Regions from separate parts of the Mus musculus genome. Here all the other regions are linked to region 1. The links are chromatin contacts, called in public promoter capture Hi-C maps. All regions are on one chromosome and are shown on one strand. Each heading gives the region's core, a stretch centred on a gene start, on an enhancer-like site or on the middle of the called end of the contact. The rest is flanking DNA. Distances are from core to core; before and after follow the strand shown.

Region 1 (3,106 bases), core at 360-2,859:
AGTAGCAACAAAAATAATTTTGTGGTTGGGAGTCACCACAACATGAGGAACTGTATTAAAGGGTCACAGCCTTGCACTAGTTGAGTGGATAAAGATGCTTGCTTGCTCTCAAACCTGAGAACTTGAGTACCACTTCCTGAATCTGCATGATAGAGGGAGAAAACAGGCTCTCACAAGTTGCCCTCTGCTTTCTGAATGGGGTAGATGGCATGCACAGCGTGCACACACACGCACACACACACACACACCAAGTAAGTGTAATTATTTTTATTTTTTATAAAAAGTAATACAAAATATTTTTAAGCAAGAAAACCACTCCAGCTTTTAATTTTTTTTACAAGTATCATTAAGTTGCCATTAAGAGATGTTTTAAGATAGAGTTATGTATGATGATAGATGCCTCCAAAAATACACAAGACACACTGAACAATCACGACTTGAGAACTAAAGAGCTTTCCTTGAATTTCATTGAGTGCTCTTCAGGCTTCCTGCCTCCTAAGAGATTTCATTTGTTCAATTCAACTTTTAATAGTTTCTCAAACATGCAGACAAACCCTGCTCTCTCTAGCTCTCTCTAGTATGGTGAATAAAGACTTTGACTTTTTTTAATGTCACCTTAGAAAGAACCTTTGAGAACTAATATTCGTCTCACCTGCAACATGTTAACATTAAAAGGCCTCTGCTGTATTTATTCCACACACGCTTTCCCAAGCCGGATGTTTCCCTCAGCTGTGTCTGGGAAACTGAAAGTAAACTAAAGCTGCCCAACCTGCCTCATCAAGTTTTACACACTCCTGATTGACATCTCAGAAGGTTCCCTGGCTTTGTTTTTGTGGGATCGTTACCCACTGCTGATGCTTTCTGCCCAAGAAGGAAGCAGCAATCCAGGGAGTCGGTGGCTTTCGCAGGATAACTGCAAGCATCCAACAAGCTTCTCATTTAAATAGCCAAATAGTAGGGGGTGGGCTTTCACAGCTGCAAACACAAACAGTACCAGGCATGCCGATTTCCTTCTAGCAACACCAGTACATGTACAAGTTCTGCACCACGGTTTAGAGAAAAGTAGCTGATTGACGCATTGATGGAAAAGCTATTTTAAAATTACTCCAAGAGTCTAAAGCATCGGTCTAACTGGGAGGCTCTTGCCTCCTCTTCACACACACGGTCTGTTTTCCTGTCTAATTTAAGAATGAATCGCTGACACCTCCAGGTGCAATATACCCTGAGGAGAGAACGTACCCATCACAATGCTAACGAGGGGTGTGCATACCACCACCACCACCCCGAGCCCGCAGTGAGTGCCAGTTCTTACCTTAGCAGATTAGACAGGGGCAGAGGTCCGGATCCACCACCCAGGATCCCTCCTTTCCTGCCAGATAGGAGTTTCTCCACCAGAGCCACATTGCCAGTACGAGCAGCTTCCAGCAGCTCCTGGTCCTTCCCCATAGTCTCTCACCGAGTCCGCTACAGAGTCCTTTCCCTGCTCCAGGTCCACTCCCCAAAAGCCAGGGCCCTCCCCGCCCCACCCTATAAGGATGCCCGGGCTTATTCCCTGCAGCCCCGCGCAGGGAGCAGCACGCCGTCCTCCTTCTCTCCGCGCAGCTTCTACAATGGGGAGCAGCCTGTGTTTGGGCAGAGGGGCTGGCCAAGCGGCGACGCGCCCCCACAGCCACTCCCCTGCATTCCCGAGGCCTCCTTCCCGCGGGTGGGGTGCGAGCGGGTGGGGACCGGGCCCGGGCGCTGCCGAGGAACGGAAGGAGGATGCTGAGCTCAGAGAACGCCGAGCCCTGAGCAGGATGCTCCGGCGCTGACAGGAGGATGCTGAGCAGCGGGGAGGATGCTCCGGCACTGAGGAGCTCAAGGAGCGCTCTGAGGCTGATGAGGAGGGAGCGAGTCGAGCGCGTCCTCCCCAGAGCTAGAGGGTATCGAACCACGGCAGCGGAGGCCCGTGCGTACAAACGCCCAGCCTGGATCCACCTGGGTTCCGCGCCCGGCGGGCTCGGGGCTTACACGGGGACGACGGCCGCGGCCCGCGGCTGGGGTGGCTGCGGCCCGCGCCGAGGCTGGGCTGTGCGGACGAGCCGCGGCGGGTGCGTGCGGAGGGCGGCGGCGGCGGCGGCGGCTCGGAGGCTCGGCGCGCGGGGGGCGTGTGCGCGCGGCAGGTGCGGCCCGGGGCCGACCGTGGGGCGGGCGGGGGGTTGGGGGGGGGGTGCAGTTCTGTGCCAGTGGGCGGGGTCCTCCTTGCTCCCTCCTCCGTGCTCCCTCCGCTCTCCTCCCTCCTTCCCCGCTCTTTGCTCCCTCTCCCTCCTCTCTCTTCTCCCCCCACCCCCCACCCCGCTTCTGCTCCCTTCTCCCGTCTCTGAAGAGGTTTAACTGTGTGAGTACTGGAGATCACCCCGCTAGCTGCTGAGGCGCCTTCTCTGCCTGAAGCCCAGAGTCAGTAACCAGACTTGGGGAAAATCTTCCACTAGGAGGTGATGGAGAACGAGGTGCTGAGAAGAGGCGCTTTTGCTGCAGTTTCTGTCCCAGTCCGGGGGACTTGAAGGATATTTCATCCTCTTGCTTTACCTCTCTGGTGAGAGTCTGAGATGTCCGTCCTTGGAAGAAGCTGAAGAGGTTTGGTTTATCCTAGTTTCTGAACCACTGAATGCCTTGTGACTTTTGCAGGTTTTTTAGGGTCTTTAATCAGCCTGAATTTTACTCGGGCTTTGGAGAGCTGCTGACTTGTGCAAATACCAGAAAAAGGGTTCTCATTGGAAATTCTTCCACATCCACCCTAGGAAAAATATAAATGGGCATGGATGAGAGAGCTGCTTTGATTTGCATATATCATCAGCAGTTCATTGTGTATGACTGCCTTGATTTTGTTGGATGTTTTCCTTGCTCGTGGCAGAGAACGCATGCTTATTTTCTTTTGAAACTTCCTGTGACAGCTTGTGGTCAGTTGATAGGAAAAGATGTGATTGTCATTTTGCTTACAACAACCCAACGAACTGGATATTATTACTGTATATTACTTTAGAACTAAAGGAGAGGTCCAGAAAGGGACAAGATGCCACACAGTCGTTGGCTGACAAACTGGACCTGGGAGCTAGTAAGATGCCTC
Region 2 (3,106 bases), core at 233-2,732, 850 kb before region 1:
AATATTTGTCTACTTCTCTAAAAAATAAAAACCATTGATATTTTAACAGGGAATATAACGGTATAAGTAATATAATAATTGTATTGCTAAGTCTTCTAATCTTTAAACCAACTGAAGACTAATTCCATACATTGGCTGCAGGGGTTCTTGCAGCCCATAAAAATAATATCAAGCAATTGCTAACCATTTTAAACATTTTGAAGATCTGTTATTCTATCTTTTAGCATTTAGGGGATTTTGAAATCCTGTGTTTTGTGGATGGTTTGTGTGTGTCTGTCTACGGATACAGATCCATGTCCCTCTTACTCATCAAGGAATGTCCAGTATCACTGCAGCACAGGAAAGCGTAATGGTTAGAGCCCTTGCGTGGTTTCCCATCCTGTCTAAACAGTTATGACCTGTGGCACACACACTGACATCTGACTGGCATGACAAGCATTCTAGGATTCCGTTGAGCTTGTTGCCTTCATTATAGAGGTTTTTTTTTTTTTTTTTTTTTTTAATTGCCTTTTTACCCTTCCAGTTTCTCTTGCTGCTGGTGGAGGCCACACAATATGATTTGGCTAATAAAAGGTAACAGGAAAGCTGGCAGAGGATTCTGGGAATGTTCTGAATTCCCACTGAGAGGGACACAAGCAGGATGACATCATCCCTCTTCTTTCCTTAACCTAAATGTGGACATGACTCCTCAATGCTGGGCAGCCATTACTGCCCATGAGACAAAGGGAAGCTGGTTCTCAGAGGTGCTAGCTACAGAAATACTAGGAGATAGTAACTGCTCAGCTGAGTGCTATGGGAGAAGGGCTAAATGACAGTTTCAGCTATAAGTAACTGGGTGACTTTTAGGTAAAAGTGATTTTGAGCCTAGTTCTTTTACTTAGTTTTAAAATGGGATCATAGCAACCTCTTCCTCATGAGATTGTTGCAAAGATTAAATGAGATTTCATATATGTACGTATACATGTACAGGACACAAAATATATACAAAAAACCAATAGGAGTTAATTGTCATGTTTATTTCTATTTTTTGGTGATGGGGGCCTTTGTAAGTAAATCATGGTTGAATGAGTAGGTCACAGTTAAAAGATGCAGGCTCAACCCAAGGCAGCAAAACGATGCTGATGTTTTTGGAAAAAAAAAATGAGAAAAGGGGGGGAAAAGATAAGGTAGCCAGAGGCAAGCGACAAGGCTATAGAGGGGTCATGTGGGCTCTGGGCCGGGGCACAGTGGCCCACGAGAAACCTCTCTTGGTGAAGGACCAGCGTGTGGGTGCTGAGGCCGCACCTGTGGTCCCAGGTGTGCCAGCATCAAGACACTGAATAGACGTTTGTTGGTTCCCTGATTAACTGAATGAACAGTGAGGGTATTAACTGAAAAGAAACTGCTATCTCTTCCTTAAGGCGGAAGAGCTGGAAGCGGCAGGAAGACTTTTCTCCAGAGCCATCTGTACGCTTTTTATAATATTTGCCTGGAATCGTGTGGGTGAAGATGCAGCGCTCTATAATTGCCTGTGCCCTTGCGAGGAGCCGATAAGAACATCCGGTGGGGGCAGAAGCAGAGGCAGAAGGAACAGATTTCCCACAGAGTAAAATGTTCTTTTTCATGAGGGGGGAAAAAAGTTCCTTGCTATGACAAGAAGAGGAGACCCTACAGCAGAGCGGCAGATGCCTCCTAATAGAGAGAGATTGCCAGAGTTGCCCACCAGGAGCCGGCTGCTCATTACACGAGGAACAAACGCAGGAGCCAGCATGGCCGCCCTCTCCTCTGTTCTGTGGGCTGGTGCTGGAACTGTAGCATGGACAGAAAGGTGGCTCGCTTTCATTGCTGTGGCCATGGGTGACAGCGCGGTGGTCGTCGGAATCGCACTGAACCATCCCCTCCTTTTCATCTGTTCCCACCTTACCCTGCTATGACCCTGGCATGTTTCTAATCCTCACTGTACAAAACATGTCTGGACAGCCATGGGAACCTGAGACCTATAAAAAGGCTTAGTCACATGGGATGAAGAGGCAGATGCCTCCACGAGGGGACCAGCTCTGATAGCCACGTTGCTGAGCATTATTTATATCAGAACTTAGCATGAAGGCTCCCTATTTTATCCGCTGTCCCTTCCCCGAGTATCTCATCTCTTTGGATTATTTTGGCTTTATCTTGTGTGTACTTTAAATGTGGTAATAAATCGCAAGCAGTTCTGCATTCCGATGTGATTTGGGCATACACATTTGCACCCCTGTTCTAAGAAATGAGGCCCATAAAAGTCTTCCATGAGTGACATGCACATGTGTACACACTACACACACACACACACACACACACACACACACACACACACACCAGAGAGGAGTTAAAAGCATATGCTGATAACTGAATCTGCTGATGACATTTTGAGTAGTGAGCCCACTCCGCACAGCTGAAGGGTTTGGCATGGTACTTGTTCATGGGAACAAAGAGCTGGAATAAAACACAGTGCTGAAAGTCTTCCAGTGACTGGAGAAGCCGAGAGAAATTAGTATCTTCCCCCCACCCCCGGCCTCCCAACAGAGCTGCTGGTTGAGGCTTATGATCATCTCAGTGAGAGTTTCATGTGGCTCTGTAGGGCAGACTCCAGCTTAGTGACACTCTCACGCAGAGTCCTTGGGGCTGAGGAGGTAGAATAGATAAACATTCAAAAGCACGGAGCTTGGGCCAAAGCCTTTCTCACTTTAAGACTATGCCAGCTGGAGATTAACAACGTGGCTAGAATGTACGGCGTAGAACCGGCACTCTGAGAACTTAACACATTGATTCTCGTCAGTGACACTGAGTGTCTGGTACTAGCAATGGGCCCATGGTTCCTGCTGGGAAGGATCCACCCCTCATTAGAAAGCTGTTATTGGTTAGATGGTTTGGATTTGACTGATCCGTAGGAGAAGCTCACTACCTCTATGTCCTCATTTCTGTAAACATCTATTGTAAGTCCATCTGTACAGAGATTGTACTGGGTGCAATGCTCAGGGGCAAAAATGTCCTATTCAAATAGGTCAGAGACTCGAGGTCAGAAACAGACCTCTTCTCTCTAGCTACAAATCCTGCCTTGAGTGATCTCATCCCCAAGTTGCTTCTAAGG
Region 3 (3,106 bases), core at 434-2,933, 810 kb before region 1:
ATCATGTATAATGGGCCCGACATGCCTGCATTTCCCTAGGGTATTCCCCAAAATACCGTAGGAAAGTATTTTTCAGAAATGAAGGCAAAATAAAAGTCTGTTCCAGAGGTACAGAAGCTGACAGAAGTTGCCACTAGCAACCTCACGTTATTTAAATGTTAGAGGAAGTCCTTTAGGCAGGCAGAAAAATGATACCCATAGAAATAAGAATCCACACAGAAGAGTGGAGAGTAGGGTTGGCTTCCAGGCTATGGGACTGACGTAGGTTTAGTATACAAGCTGCTGCTCTCTGAGACCCTCTGTACTTCCTGTCATGCACAGGGGTCACTATCGTCACATTTTAAAGATATTTTTTGAACAAGGAACTTGATACCTACAGCATTTAAAACAATGGAGCAAATATTATCAAAGAATGGGTGAGAAATTAGAAAGTTTCCTTTCTAAAACATTCTTTTGTTTTGCTTTTTTAAAATAAATTAATTTTTTTTTACTTATTTGTTCTACATTCCACTCACTGCCCCCTTCCCAGTCACCTCCTCCCATAGCCCTTCCTCCATCTCCCCTCCCCTTCTCCTCTGAGCTGCAACCCGCTGCGTATCCCCCCACCCTGGCACTTCAAGTCTCTGCAATCTGCAAGGCTAGGCTTTTCCTTTCCCACTGAGGCCAGACAAGGCAGCCCAGCTAGTAGAACATATCCTACATATGGGAAACAGCTTTTGGGATAGCCCTGGCTCCCGCTGTTCAGATCCCTCATGATATCTGCTACATATGTACAAGGAGGTCTGGGTCTAGCCTGTGCTTGTTCTCTGGTTGGTGGTTCAGACTCTGGGAGCCCCAAGGGTCCAGGTTAGATGACTGTTGGTCTTGCTGTGGAGTTGCTATCCCCTTCTGGGCTGTCCCACCACGTCCTTATGGTGTTAGGCTATCATGGAATGCCCCCCAGAAAGGTAGAAATTAAATCATTAACATTGAGGAAACCTAGAGGAGCAGTACACCAGTCCTTCATCAATGCAAGCACACAGTTCCAGAAGGAGCTGGGAGAGAAGCAAATGACAAACGAATCAATTTGCTGCTGCAAACATAATCCCAAATGCTATCCGTGGGAGATGAGAAACAGCTTTCACAGGATACATGGGGGTATTGCTGCCTTCGCTACTTTATTAACTTCTACCCAGAGGTATTAAAAACCAAACACGGCATTAGAGGTTTTTTTTGTGTATTTGTTTGTTTGTTTGTTTTTCTTTAAGCAATTCTGTATTATTATGAGCAAGGATTTAAGAATGTACCGAAACCTGATTCATTTTATTTTTATTTTTATTTTTTGCCTATTCCATAGGAACATTTGTCATTATTAGTATTGCAGGATACACTAATCCTGGGTTAGAATGATTTCCTTCGTAAATAATAGAAAAGTCAATGGGAAGAAATTAATCACAGGTTCTACAATGAGATTCACAAGTTAATGGATTGAACAGTGTTCTAAGGTATTTGGGTGTACCCAAGTCTCTTTAGTAGACACACAGGGATAAAAAAAAATAACATTTTTTTTTTTTAAACAATGTGTGAGCTGTTGAGGTTGTGGCTAACAGTAGAAACATTAGTCAAAGTGGCTAATACCATATGTCAGGCCTGAGTAACCTCTGAGAGGAGAAAAAAAGTAATGGAACTTTGAATGGCTAACTAGTCATTAATTCCCTTAACAAGCCTTCGGAGGGACAATAACTCAAAGCAGATGTTCACAGAGCTAGCGTCTGCAGAGGGGACAATTTCCCCTGCAGTCACTCCTAACATGTTCACACTTTAACACTAAAATGCAGATAGAAAGGTCGGATTGTGATGTCATCACCAATAGTGGCCCAGATGGGAATAAATCAGCCAATGTCAGGATCTGAACATGAAACTCAGATTGAGAGCTAAAAGGGGCAATGGTTGGCCTCTATTTCAGGTTCCAATTTGAGACAGGACTGGGCCCACAAAACCAACAGTGCTTCCTGCTTTAAAACTTTCTCCCTGCTAATGGTAAGATGTCCATTCTTTTGTCTCTGCCCAACATTTTGGGTAGCTCTGTGACCAAATCGAATATTTGTTTACTCAAATAATCTCTATTTTCAAAACCAATAGAGACTATCATGGAAAAGTCTTTAGGGACTTTCCAAAGATTATAATTTCAAATAAGCATTTGTAATGTTCAAATCAAAAACTTGGACTGTTTCATTTCCTCCAAAAAATAGGTTGCACAAACTTATACTTATGTGAACAACCGAGAGCATATTACCATGTGCTCTGGGTGTGTCCCCTCTAGTGCCTGACGATACCTGACATTATTTACAGTCCTACCAACAGCTATCCTGCTTGTTCTTTCTTCTCCCCTCTCCACAGCTTACCTCTGCCCCTCTGACAGCTTGGATTTGCATTTCTGCTCTCACTTTACAAGGAGAAGTCTGGCTCCCTTAAAATCAGCTACCCATGCCGTGATCCCGGCTGTGAACCATCCGCCCCACAGTGACCCGGGATGGGGATCATCAGCTAGCTATAATGATCTGTGATGGGAACCAGCCAGTTACTGTAGTGATCAAGGACAGCAATCAGCCACTCTACATTGATCCATGCTATGAGTTCCCTAGAAGCCTTTACTTTAAATCCGGATCACCGAACGTCCCCTTTATCAGCCAGGAAACAACAAATTATGTGTGCTCAATACAATTATGAGTTGGCCCTACATCACATAAGGGACCACTCGATACCTGTCTTCATTAGTTCAGATAAACGAAGGTCATAACTTTGTCTTCTCCCTTCTGATGACATCAAACAGTCTTGAATTTGAGATTACTCAAAAGCTTTGAAAGACCTTCTCACATTAACTAACCAACCAACAAACAAAAGCAAGCAAGCAAATTCTAACCACCCAGCCCCTCTCAGTTCTTGGTGCTATAAAGTTCTGTTTTCTAATTCTGTCTAAAGACAGAGTTTTTCCCCCCACAGTAGCACGTCTATTGAGCTAAGTCTTGCAAAGCCTTCCCATTTAGAATGTGAACTTCCCATACAGATGTCACAGAAACTTAAATCCAATGAGTTTACTTTAAGGAAAAAAAAATTGGGTTGATGG

The links. Promoter capture Hi-C pulls out the DNA fragments that hold promoters and counts their contacts.
Region 2: a promoter capture Hi-C map of hippocampal neurons shows a contact between it and region 1, with 2.1 times the contacts expected there. The contact joins the enhancer-like site here to the promoter of Anks1b in region 1. A contact is called at or near these places in 5 of 39 promoter capture datasets (the 3T3-L1 cell line, embryonic stem cells, frontonasal cranial neural crest and 2 more) and 1 of 115 datasets of contacts at active chromatin or transcription factors (forebrain).
Region 3: a contact with region 1 is called in a promoter capture Hi-C map of second pharyngeal arch cranial neural crest, with 3 times the contacts expected there. The contact joins the enhancer-like site here to the promoter of Anks1b in region 1. A contact is called at or near these places in 8 of 39 promoter capture datasets (3T3-L1-derived adipocytes, embryonic stem cells, hippocampal neurons and 4 more), 2 of 484 Hi-C or Micro-C datasets (cerebellum and cerebral cortex) and 2 of 115 datasets of contacts at active chromatin or transcription factors (embryonic forebrain and embryonic hindbrain).

The regions. Positions count from the first base shown.
Region 1 is chr10:89,872,012-89,875,117 of GRCm38.p6, reverse strand. It overlaps Anks1b (ankyrin repeat and sterile alpha motif domain containing 1B), which reads right to left and starts at 1,609. Exons shown (of 27, transcript NM_001359241.1): 1 at 1,313-1,609. The coding sequence starts at 1,446.
Region 2 is chr10:90,722,652-90,725,757 of GRCm38.p6, reverse strand. All of the region lies in intron 17 of Anks1b (ankyrin repeat and sterile alpha motif domain containing 1B), which reads right to left. Among named protein-coding and RNA genes, the nearest start is that of Apaf1, 360 kb to the left of the region's middle. Within about 2 kb of position 1,482, at least 29 of the 459 cell types and tissues checked have an H3K27ac peak or open chromatin away from gene starts, as enhancers often do. A contact at or near this core is called in forebrain and hippocampal neurons, where this site is marked.
Region 3 is chr10:90,682,683-90,685,788 of GRCm38.p6, reverse strand. The region is part of intron 17 of Anks1b (ankyrin repeat and sterile alpha motif domain containing 1B); the gene reads right to left. Among named protein-coding and RNA genes, the nearest start is that of Apaf1, 400 kb to the left of the region's middle. Within about 2 kb of position 1,683, at least 2 of the 459 cell types and tissues checked have an H3K27ac peak or open chromatin away from gene starts, as enhancers often do. A contact at or near this core is called in second pharyngeal arch cranial neural crest, where this site is marked.